Regions from separate parts of the Mus musculus genome. Here region 2 is linked to region 1. The links are chromatin contacts, called in public Hi-C maps. All regions are on one chromosome and are shown on one strand. Each heading gives the region's core, a stretch centred on a gene start, on an enhancer-like site or on the middle of the called end of the contact. The rest is flanking DNA. Distances are from core to core; before and after follow the strand shown.

Evidence for each region. Hi-C and Micro-C count contacts between places; a contact is called where the count stands out from the background.
Region 2: a Hi-C map of cortical neurons shows a contact between it and region 1, with 2.0 times the contacts expected there. The contact joins two enhancer-like sites. A contact is called at or near these places in 2 of 484 Hi-C or Micro-C datasets (cerebellum and cortical neurons) and 1 of 115 datasets of contacts at active chromatin or transcription factors (neural tube).

The regions. Positions count from the first base shown.
Region 1 is chr16:7,047,214-7,053,000 of GRCm38.p6, forward strand. It overlaps a transcript of Rbfox1 not described here. Among named protein-coding and RNA genes, the nearest start is that of Rbfox1, 20 kb to the right of the region's middle. Within about 2 kb of position 2,173, at least 16 of the 459 cell types and tissues checked have an H3K27ac peak or open chromatin away from gene starts, as enhancers often do. A contact at or near this core is called in cortical neurons, where this site is marked.
Region 2 is chr16:7,357,574-7,363,360 of GRCm38.p6, forward strand. The region is part of intron 9 of Rbfox1 (RNA binding protein, fox-1 homolog (C. elegans) 1); the gene reads left to right. Among named protein-coding and RNA genes, the nearest start is that of Rbfox1, 290 kb to the left of the region's middle. Within about 2 kb of position 3,353, at least 4 of the 459 cell types and tissues checked have an H3K27ac peak or open chromatin away from gene starts, as enhancers often do. A contact at or near this core is called in cortical neurons, where this site is marked.

The DNA.
Region 1 (5,787 bases), core at 923-3,422:
AGCAGGTGACACATCTTTACAGATTTTGAAATAAGCCTACATTTAAGTAGACAGGTACCCTTGCCCAATTATAGTGGTGATATGGTTTCCAGTATACATGAAAATCCACAGTCACTCCCTCTCATACTTGCCCACTGATTCTAGGTTTATAGAGTTCACATGGTGTGTGTGTGTGTGTGTGTGTGTGTGTGTGTGTGTGTGTGTGTGTCTCAGTTATTGTGAATTTGAGGTTAAACCTCAGGCCTAGTACATGTTAGGCAAGTGCTTTCCCAGTAACCTTCGGGCCTCCTTTTACATTTTATTCTGAAACAAGGTCTTAGTTGCCCAGGCTGGCCTTTAACTTTGGTTCCTCCTACTTCAATCATCCTCATTGCTGAAATGTCAGGCCTTGGCTACCACCACCCTCAGCTCATTCTGTGCCTATTGAACCCCCACGGGGTGACAGATGCCCTCAGGAAGCAAAGCCTAGAGCTTCTGTCTCTGGGAGAGTCTTAGCATCCTTAACATCATTATAATACTGCATTTAGACACACATCAGCTTGGTCCATAGAGTGTTTTATGTCATGTCTGGGTTAGAATTACATCTTCCTTCCTTCCTTCCTTCCTTCCTTCCTTCCTTCCTTCCTTCCTTCCTTCCTTCCTTCCTTCCTTCCTTCCTTCCTTCCTCTGGTCCAATATGCAGAGAGAAAGCACATATAATTAACTTACATCTCTCTCTATGTCACCTCTCCATCCCTCTGCCCAGACAGCAGCAGACAGCAAAGGAAAGACATCCTGTACTTAATGATTAGAGTGTACAGAGGGCTCTGAGACAATGGACTGAGTCAGAAGGCTGCTGCTGTGGTCCTTAATGCTCACCAAGGCCTTAGTGGCTAGACAGTTGCACCTCATTTTGATCTTTTTCTCTGCGTTGTTTCAGTACACACAGAATAGGAAGCAGAGCGCGAATGAGGTAAATTCAGAAGGCCAGTGTGTGTTTTCAGAGACTTAATGACTATTTTTCTTTCTCTTCTGTGGCTATGGAACAAAGTACAGGCAATTTTAGGATTTAAGGGCCCAGATTTCCCTGGGCTCGGGAGTAGAATACAAGGAGACTTTGGGATTAATGAGTCTTTTCTTTTCCTTGGGGGCAGACGTTTGCCTGGCACTCACCTGGAGAATGGGATTTTTCTTATTGGAAATAGCAGCAAGCATCTGTGGGGTTCCTTCTAGGAGAACTGCTTCCTGAGCCTGGGTTAAGTAGTGCTTAGCTCTTTGGAGAGGATAAGGACTGAAATATGATGCCCCTCTCCTGGAATACTTCAGGAACAATGAGGAGCAATTATGGAATCTTAGTCAGGGAGAGAATATTTCCAAATGACATGCGAACACTGATGTTGCCTTAGAAGCCTGGGTGTTCAACCCTCCAAAAACAGTCTACAAAAAGCAGGTGTCTCTTGTCCTTGTGTAGAACGGGCTCTGAGGCCAAATCCCAACTCTGTTATTCATGAGCTGATCTGACTGAATTGAGCAAGTCACTTAACTTGATTTGGACCTTAATTGCTTCTTCGGAAAAAATCGAGACTAGAATGCCATTGTATATTGTTCTTGGTGAGGTGAAGTGGGATACCACTCAGGGCTCGAGATGCAGCAAAGAGCCCATAGATACTGAAGATATGAAAAAAAGCAGATCCTAACTTAGCCGTTAAGAGATAGAGAATTGTTTTAAGGTAACAGAGGGCCGGCTCCTGGAAGCTTCCCACTTCTATTTGTATTTTCCTGAATGGGAATACCTATGTGTGTACCTATGGTCTGTTGAGGTTATAGGTACCAGCAGCAATCGAGGGCCACTCTGCGTCTCTCATCCATCCTGTCTGCTTAGTTCTCTGCTTTCCTTCCTCTTTCGGGTCTTTCCCTGGTGGTTGTGATATGGCTACATAGCTCAATTAATGCTCTCTGACGGGAAGAGGGAAAGTAAAAATCACCCGGCTCCTGTCAGCAGCAAAGTTATTTACTCTCAAAAGCTGACGGAATCACACTGCAGGAGCTTCGTTTATTTCTATTCAGAATGTCGTGGTGCCCCGTGCTGGAGACTCGGAACGTGCTGATGCGGATTCCAATAGGCTTCAAGGCAGTGAGTGGCTGCTCGAACGCGGACCATCAGGAGGAGCCCTGACAGGGATGGGTCCCTGGATCACTGACTTGGATACCAGAGTAAGCGCCCTAGCTAGGGAGAGCTAAAGGAGAGGAGTTCATTCCATTCTCGGTGCTTCGAGAAGCAGAAGAGCCCCTGCTGTCTGATTGTTTGTCCCTTTTATTCTGGGAACATAAGAGCAAGGTGTAAGGGACTCAATTTGGGTCACTCCTGGAGTTTCTGGAAACACAAAGGCATCTCCTACAATCAGCTCTGCGCTGGCTTCGCCATCCATCGCCTCTGCTTACATGGGCTGACAGGCTCACTCATCCAGATAACCTGCAGAAAGCTATGCATTTGTTTTTCCTTTTTCTCTTTCTTCTCTCTTTTTTTCCCCCAACTTCAACACTTTCCTCTCCAAGGAGTCAGAGGGGGAGCTGTTGAAGCAGGAAGAGAAAGGAGTCTTTGCCTGTTGGTGCAATTTCAGTTCTTTCCACTAGGGGTCTCTGTGTCAAACTCAGGATTCCCCCACACTTTGTTTTTATGATCCTTATAGCCTCCCCCGCCTCACTCCCCCAACCCCTTTTTTTCTCTTTTGGATCAGTTTTGGGAAAGGAAGCCCTTTCTGTAAACAGGAAGAGATACTGTGAGTCCACTGAGGGGACCAGACAATTTTGCCATCCTCAGCACCATGATGACAAGGGCATAATTAAAATAGTGACATAATCAATAACGTTTATGGAGTCCTGGGTGGCAAGCACATGACTCAGCATATTTACGTGGATTATCTCTTTTAATATTACACACAGGCCTCCAGGGAGTTGGTATATTTACTTCTTCTTCCTAGATTTGTTTATCATTTTCTTTGCCAGGCAGGGTCTTGCTTTGAAATACAGACTGGCATCCAACTCAACTATCCTCCTGCCTCAGCTTCTTTAGTGCTGGGATTATAGTTGCGTAGCAGCAAGTCCATTTTAGGCTTCACCTGCCTTTCTACCTTTCTTCCCTCCTTCTTTTCTTCTGCTCTTTGTTTCTTCCTTCCTGTCTGCCTGCCTTTTCTCCTCTCTTTCTTTCATTCTTTTGTTCTTTAACATTCAGAACAAAAAACTTCGGTGGTTGATGTTTCAAGTCACAAAGTGTTCTTCCTCCAGACCCCATGCCTAGACCTTACTCTGCAGTGAGCTGCCTGTCCTGCCTCATCCTGCCTTGGAAGCTTCTGGTGTAACTTGATGTAAGAGGCTTGTGCCAGGCTGTTTGTCTGGACAGCTCTACTGACCACGGTGCCCCTTGACTTTGCTTTAAAAGAAAAGACTTGTTAGAAATGAGGTTGTTCTGAGCATCCTTCCTCCCCGAAGCAGATTCTGGTTTCACATTAGTTAGCTATGTGAAGGTCTGCCTCCTTAGACCAGACTAGTATCAAGCTCACTATGTCACACAATCTGACCTTAAACGCATGGCAGTCCTCCTGCCTCAGCCTTGTGAGTGCTGGGATTATAGGCCTGAGCCATGTGATTTCATCTTAACTCCTTAGGTTTATTGGTTTGTATTTTAGGACACTTAGTAACCTTGGATTTACAGAGGTTTCAAAGAGAAAGTTCGAGGCTTCTAGGTCACACCCACAGACAGTGATAGAGTGTGTTTCTGCAAAGCCAATTCCAGCCCTCCAAACCTCTCTTTGAACCAAAGCTCTTCAGCTAGCAGGGAATACAGTTCCTGCCTGGCTCCATCTGTATTAATGATTTATAAGCCACACCGCTGCTTTTGTTCACGAGCAGGGCCTTGTCCTGTTCATAAAGGCATTTCAGGGAGTGGGGTCCTGGCTGGCCATGCTGTTAGCTTGCTGCTGTGAAGGCTGCTTCATAAATCAAAAGAGCCTGGTACTTTACTGCCTCAGAGCTCTGAGATGGTGTGTGGATGTGTGCGCAGTCTGAGTGCTTGTGTGCGTGCACAAGCCCGTGCGGATCAGATCCACTGAGGGACGGACAGCGTTGCCCTTCCATAAAGAATGAATGAAGGCGGAGATGCAACTGGTCATAGGTGCTTCAGGGTAAGGGCTTGGCTTCCTGGCAGCTCCCTGGCCCCATTTGCCTTTCACTGGATGCTTAGGCTTTTCAGTGTTGCTCCTGAAAATGGACTGATGCTACTTTATTAGCATGAAGAGATGCAAACCCCATTAGAACCCCCTTCTGTCTGCATCATCAGAACCTGCAGAGGAGGCAGGAAGGGCTTACTGAAGGCTAATGCTACTTATTCTCGACAAGCCAGCACACAGCTTCCTGTGCTTTTAAAACAATGGCTTTGGGGATGTTTTCTCAGACTTACTACAATTTCATTTACTCACCAGAATGGAGTTCTGCCTTGTTTTGAACAAGTGGGAGTGCTTTTTATGTGGGCCTGGAATGTTGCATCGAGGAAACTTCTCTGAAGTGAGCTGTAGAGCACTCTGATTTTTAAGCCTGGAGACTGTTTGTTTTGCTTTTAGTGAAAAAAAGAAGTTACAGTAGCCTGGTTTCTTTGGAGCTGTGAATTCTTTCATTGCATGCTCCGAGAGCAGCATCATCATGGTCTCGTTTGTCCCTTGGTTTGTTTTCATTCTGCACTGCATGTTTTAATTCTATTTTGTGTGTCTGTGTTTTTCTCCCCACTGTAAAACGAAGAACACAAAACCGGGGTAGGACTGAGTAAGAACTTGAAGGGAGAAATAAGGGTATTTAGGAAATTCAAGCGCTACTTTAAGTGTTCTACCCAAGACGATGGCTTTGGGGTAGCTGAAATACTGGATTTCCAAGTGCTGTTACTAAAGGAAAAGAAAACAAGTACTTAAAGCTCTTAGCTTAGGAAATAAGCATGTCAGCTGAGAAGGCTCCTCACACGAGAATCAAACGGAGAAACTCACGCTGAAGCTCCACTCTGCCTCCCGCTCAAAACAACGGCTTGAAACTCTTTGATAAATATCAAAATTTGGGTGCTAACTGGTTCCTCATCAACATTTATGCCTATGAAAATATTACTGTTTTTTTTTTAAACGACCTCATGTGCAAGTCAGTAGTCATGAAATTGAGACAGATTCGCTGAGAAGGGCTGATGTTCACTACACTATCTTCCTGAAAAGCAGAGGGCAGGGTGAATGTAGATTTACATAAGTAAAGAAAAGATTTTGCCATGTTTCCTCAGGACCGGAAACACGATGCAGCATTTCAGACGGAGAAAGCAGGTGCCCTGAAAGGGACTCCAATGATCCTATTGTGCGTGTCTGTCTGTGTTTGTCCTCTATTCTCTGAACCCGCCAGTGCCTCGTTGTCTTTAATTATGTCTACGAGGCACAAGACGGCAGTCAACATCTGCTCCTTTGTTTACTTGGCTAACATATAGCTTTGATGGCTTATTAAACAATCTATTTTTCAAACCCAAAACAGAGAAACCAGCCGAACCCATATTATGGCATTCTATAAAGACCCATTATGCAATTAGCACTTGGGATTTGTGCAAAGCTGGTGATTCACCCAAATAAACATCCCTCTGTTCCCACAGCTTTTGATGGCATCGTGGAAAATATAAATTTAAAAAAATCACACAAAAATCTGACCACATTTCCTCCTTCTTCATCATGCCTACCAAGATGATGATGTGCGGATGAGAGAAGCAGATTCTTCACTCTTTTATATCGTGTGTGT
Region 2 (5,787 bases), core at 2,103-4,602, 310 kb after region 1:
TTTTTTTGTTTCTTATTTCATTTACTGAAGTTTTGATAGAGAAGACACAATGTCTATCATCCAGTGAGTCATATTCATGAAAAGTTATCCACCAGGGAGTTGGCATTCAACAGCGCTTATAGGCTGGCAATATAGGTAGAATCAGATACACATTCACAAGACTGAGCCCAGCATCCCACGCAGCACACAGAAGTTAGTCCCATTCCTTGAGCAGCAGCACAGACCTTGCTTCACTACACATAAGTAGTTACTAAATAGATTCTTATGAAGTGTGTACCATATATGTTGTATAGTGATCCAGCATGCTACCCTTAAGAAGTATCGTAGCTACATCATAGATCTAAGCCTACACTTTGAGCATTAGCTATGGGGCCTTAGTCTTTGTTCTATGTTACCTATAACATTTACTTTCCTTGTTGCCACTACAAAATATCAGACAAAAGGAACTTAAGAAGAAGGAATGCTTTATAATGGCTCCGCATTTATGGGTGCAGTCTTCCACAGTAGGAAAGGCATGATAACAGGAACTTGAGGCAGCTGCTCACATTGAATCTTCAATCAGAAACAGAGAACGATGAATACTTGTGGCCTGTCTTTTTCCCTTTTGGTTCAGTCTGAGAACCCAGGAGCATGGCTGCCCACAGTAAGTGGTTACACCAACAACAGTTAACCCAATGTAGATCCTTCCACATAGACATGAGATTTGTCTCAAGGCAATTCTACATTCTGTCAAGCTGATAATATGTTGACCATCTATTTGCCACTGCAGTCTTTGATTAAGACACTCTACACATCCTCAAGTAACCTATTAGGACACTTGTACATATAACTTCTAGAGGTCCCTAGAAAAGTACTTTAAGGCAAATTTTATCACCATGAAAATGATCAGACAGTATCCCAAGAGCAAGCTTCTTAAAGTTGCTCTCTATAAGAATAAACCCTGAGACCAAACAATCACTAGTCCATGCATAGCAAGTAATGAGCCTCCAACATCCAACATAATTCAATTCAATGGTCATCAGGAAGATACTGGCTCAGAGGCTCAGGGGTCTGTACCAGACACTAAAAAGTACCCAAGGAGCCTTCCACTTCACATGTGGGAACAATAGTCAACCCACCTCTGGTCCCGTATTCCACATTGCCTCCAGTGAGGGCATGAGTTCCACAGATGCTTTTGGTAATCTGATTAAAAATATGCATTTTCCCTGGGGAAATGTACAGATACAAACACATACACAGTTCTATACAAATTTCAGTGTGTGCATGGAGCCACCTGATAACCATTCAAAACAGTTACAGTTGAGCATATTCAGAAATGTAATTTATTTCCCAGGTGGAAGGGTCAGTAGGAAAGAGGGGTTTTAAATGCTTTTTCTACAAAAATACATTTGTGGTTGGTATATATTCCACTACACAAACAGATTGCTTAGTTTGGGGCACATCCTCCCCTTATTCCTTCCTTGTTCTTTTCCCTTCTTTTTCTTCTTATAAGGTAAACTAATTTGCTCTAGTGCAATCATCCCTTGCTCGCCCGTGTCCAAATATTTAACTACCACTATTACTTTCTTAAGAAAATGAGATGTGCATTTGCATCATGTTCTGGCAAAAGCATTTTGCAGTCCCGGAGTGATTGACAAGCAACACAATTACCTTTGCATGGCTAGACAGACCGTTTCTGCATTAAAATAGGGCCACATCTGCTCAGTGCATGGCAGCAACTCCTGTCTGCAGCGTGGGAACCACAGTGTATCTAAAGCTGCATCTTCCACACTGGTTCATCTCCACCTTCTTTCCCTATCTATGTATCTGATATTTTAAGTGCACCTGCTTGCTGGGGCTTTAAGAAAGCACTGGGAGAAATTCCTGGAAAGGCCAATAGGACTCTGTAAGGCCTCCCCCACACTCAACGATGCCCCAACACTAGCACCTTAGAGGCTGGAATGTCATTCAGTTTGCAGAATGCTTGCCTAGCCTGCGCAAATCCCTAGACTTGACCACTATCACTGAAAAGCCTGACATGGCAGTGTACACGTGTTTTCTAAGCATTTGGGAAACTGAAGCAGAAAGCACAGAAGTTTAAGATTGTGTTTGATTACATTGTGAGTTCAAAGCCAGTCTGGGCTACGTGAGACCCTGAGAGGTGGGGAGAGAGAGAATAGAATCCTAGAGAGTTTGAACCTCAGGTTTCTCTTCCATGTAATTAAAAATCACACCTGGAACTTGTCACTGAGCACCACAATGACTCCCTTTCTTCTTAAACTACAAGCAGGGACATCACCCATTTCTTGAAAGAAATAAAATGCTTTAGCCAGGTACCCCAACTAGATCTGTTGAACCAAGCAAGACCTCTGGGCTAGGCATAGGGCCCAGCCATCCGTGTTTCAGTTAGTCCTCCAGGTGAGTCCCAGGCATATTCAAGTTCAATGACCACTGCCTGCCTGCTGTGTCATTAAGACTTTGGACATGGAACCAGAAGACAAGGGCTAGAATATGTATTAGCTTAGTCAATGTGTTAGTGTCTAGGGAAGGAATGGAAGCATTACCCATGGAAGTGACACAGTGGGTAATGAGCACAGGATCCTTTGATAGGGCCCATCCCAGAATAACCAAGCTGCTAACATTACTGATGCTTGTGTTGTGAGTAATATTTCAGAGAAAGCAGCGCTTCTGTAAAACTGGCAGCCCGTTCCAGTGGATTTGTTTGCCTCTGAGAGTGAGGCGAGGCTGGCTATGTCAGCTCATGGCTTCCGAGGGTTATTAGCATGATGCTAGATAGCCCACTGCCTCCCTTGTGCCTGCAAAATGTACTTGGTACAAGTGAGGAAGTTGGAATTCTTGATCTAAAGGGCCATCTTCTAAAAGACTGTGAGGACCCAAAGCTACTAAGTGCGTCCTTCCTCTGGGCCCTCCAAAGAGCCAGACTCCTCCTAACTATGGTTCCTTGCTCTTGCTCGTCCCTTGGCTTGCCTGGTAGTTCAAGTGCCTTTGTTCCTCCCTTCTGCAGCAAGGACTGTAGCTGGAACTATAGCTTGATCCATGGCTGTAGCTGCTCTTTCTCCTCTGAAGACTCTAGATCTTTAGAGGTCAATGGAGGGAGAGCCCCAGAGTAGTGGTTGGAGCAAAGGAAGCTTTCCAATGCAGAAAGACAAGGCTTGCATCCTTTTCCTTGTGCTTATGTGAGGGAGCTTTCCCACAGTCTCCCTTCAATTCCATGTCTCAAAATTTGGATGTCAGAAGTCTCAGAATAACTTTCTGTAGCTGTGGTGGGCTACAAACCATGGCAACTGGGTTATTTTTCAGAGCAAAGACTCCCTGAAGGCAAACAGCACAAAGCGTTCTTCCTGGCTTCTGGAAGCTTTTGATACAGATGGATGCAAATGTCTGGCATGATATCAGCCCCTGTGCACAACTGCTCCTTATGGAGAGAGCAACAGCCATTTTCCCTGTAAGAGCCAAATCTTGGACACCTCACATGACTCTCCATCCCTGCTCAGTGCTATGTTCTACTGAGCCTTCAAGGCCTATATTTAACTTTTCTCCCTATTATCCACAAAATACCACAGACCTTGTCTATTCTATAGACATTTAGGAAAATGCAAGACTTCCTGTATTTAAATGCCTGCTAGTTTTTAAAAGGTATTAGTATTCATCTATAGCTCTTTTGTCTTATGTACTGGTAGGATTCAGGGTCATTTTTCAATTTTCTCTCTTCCTTCTTCCAATACTATTAACCATTACAGCTGAATGCAGAAACCAGACACAAACCTCAGACTGCAGGCTCTCAACAATAATAAAATAGAAAAATAGGGTCTCACCAAGTAGTTCACACTAGCCTAATACTAATGATGCTGATGACTCCCAAGAGGAAATATTCTAAGTATCCATCATGGCTGTTCTTTGACCAGTAATTAAATTCTACCTGGAATTGACAAAAAATGACCCTCTGTCTTCTACTCCTCTTTAGGATCTGGGTGCCATCCTCTGAACAGATAGTTATTACACCTTGTCTGGGCATGAAGTAAAGTGTTATAGTTTAAATGGAGTGCAACGTATGGGAATTCTTTGGCTTCAATTTCTGTGGCCAAACAAAGGCTAGACACAAATGCATTTTCTATGAGGTAGAAGCTAATGAGCGAGCAGCCTAGATGGACAGGAGTCTGACACACTGATGGTAGGACCCACAGGGAAGACAGATAACTCTTTTTCAGGTAGCCATTGGGTCACAGTTGTGGAATTTATTGCCTCAGTGCTAAGCATATTGGTAGTTACTTAGAAAGCATTACTTGACCAAATCCAACACATGTTTGCACATGTGTGTCCCAGCTTACAAAGAGTAAACCAAACTCAGATGTCTTAGTAACCACTCTGGCTGCAGAGCCGTTTGCCAGGGAAGCTGCACTTTGATCCAGTTTTCTATGTTTTTGCACCTTGCCTGGCACTTAAGTGGTGAGCTATCTGCTTTTGGATGAGGATATTGGGGGAAAAGAGGTACTATGAAAAGAGGAATGATGGCATGAGAACGTGTTACAGATGTGATCTTGCTGCCGCTCTGCTCAAGTCTCTGCTTTGGGGCCCTATGTTTCTATCTGTTGATTTCCTGCTTTTCATCAGATCTGTCCTAAGGCCTGTTGGTAGAAGCTGACCTTGCCTTCTGACCCCACAGCAAATGCCTTTTTACATTGCTAATGGCAAAGCCTAGCTCAGGACCTTACACACCTCTGCCTGCCTTTTGGATTAGAGGTGAGCACTGCTTGACAAGTGAGCTTGTGAACTGTAGCCTTTCAGGATCAAATCCAAACAACATCTGAGATCCATTCCTACCAACCTCCTTAGTGTGTGAAATCCCTGCCATGCTTTAAGCATCATAGTATTGTGGGCTAAACAATCACCTCTGAAAGGACTCTGGGAAAGAAGTGTATTCCCATGTTCTCCAGCAAGCCAGTGTCACTGCTGTGCGTGAGCGTGTGTGCTTAGGTGATGAAATGCACTCTCCCTTGGCTTAAAATGCTTGGCTTTTCTGCGTGCTCATTCTGCTCCTGAGACCCTTTCCCATCAAAGTTGTGCTTCTATTAGGGCCCTGGCTTGACTTAACAATGGGTTCACTGGTCCTTTGCCAGCATCATAAGTCATCCAGCAACTTCATGGGAAGATGCTACGGGAGGTAGCTGATGATGACCATCGTATAAAAACAACAGTTCAGAAAGAACAGCATTTGCCCTCAGGGTATTGTGCAATTCTCTCAGAAGTCCGAGTACATCTAGGATACATACGGCCTCTGTAAGCCCACTCAGATACTTAAGAAATAGAATGGAGTCTTATGGTGACATAGCATTGAGCTTCCTGGCCTTGATATTGCAAGAGACTTGGAGAAGTCCAGGATTACCCCTTGCCCCTGAAAATGGATTCTTTCTGGGCTGCTGATTTTACAGAAATATGCAGAGCTCCCACCAAGTTAGGCTTCGTCCATCATAAGGTAGAACTTTGCCTCAGTCTGAATGTGATCTATCTGAATACTTACAAAATATATATGCAACCCCCACTCATGAATACATGAGGGCTTCATGCATACTAACACACACATATATATGCTCCCATACATTTGTACATATAAAAATACATGTATTCTGCACATATGCATATCTACATATCTAGACACATATATACATTTATAGTTTTCTGCTACATTGACAATAAAAGTCTCACAGAACTGCTACAGATAACACTGCAGTATGAAATAATTACAGAGCAAAATGCCTGGCACCATCTGGGATACTTGAGGGTTCCCCA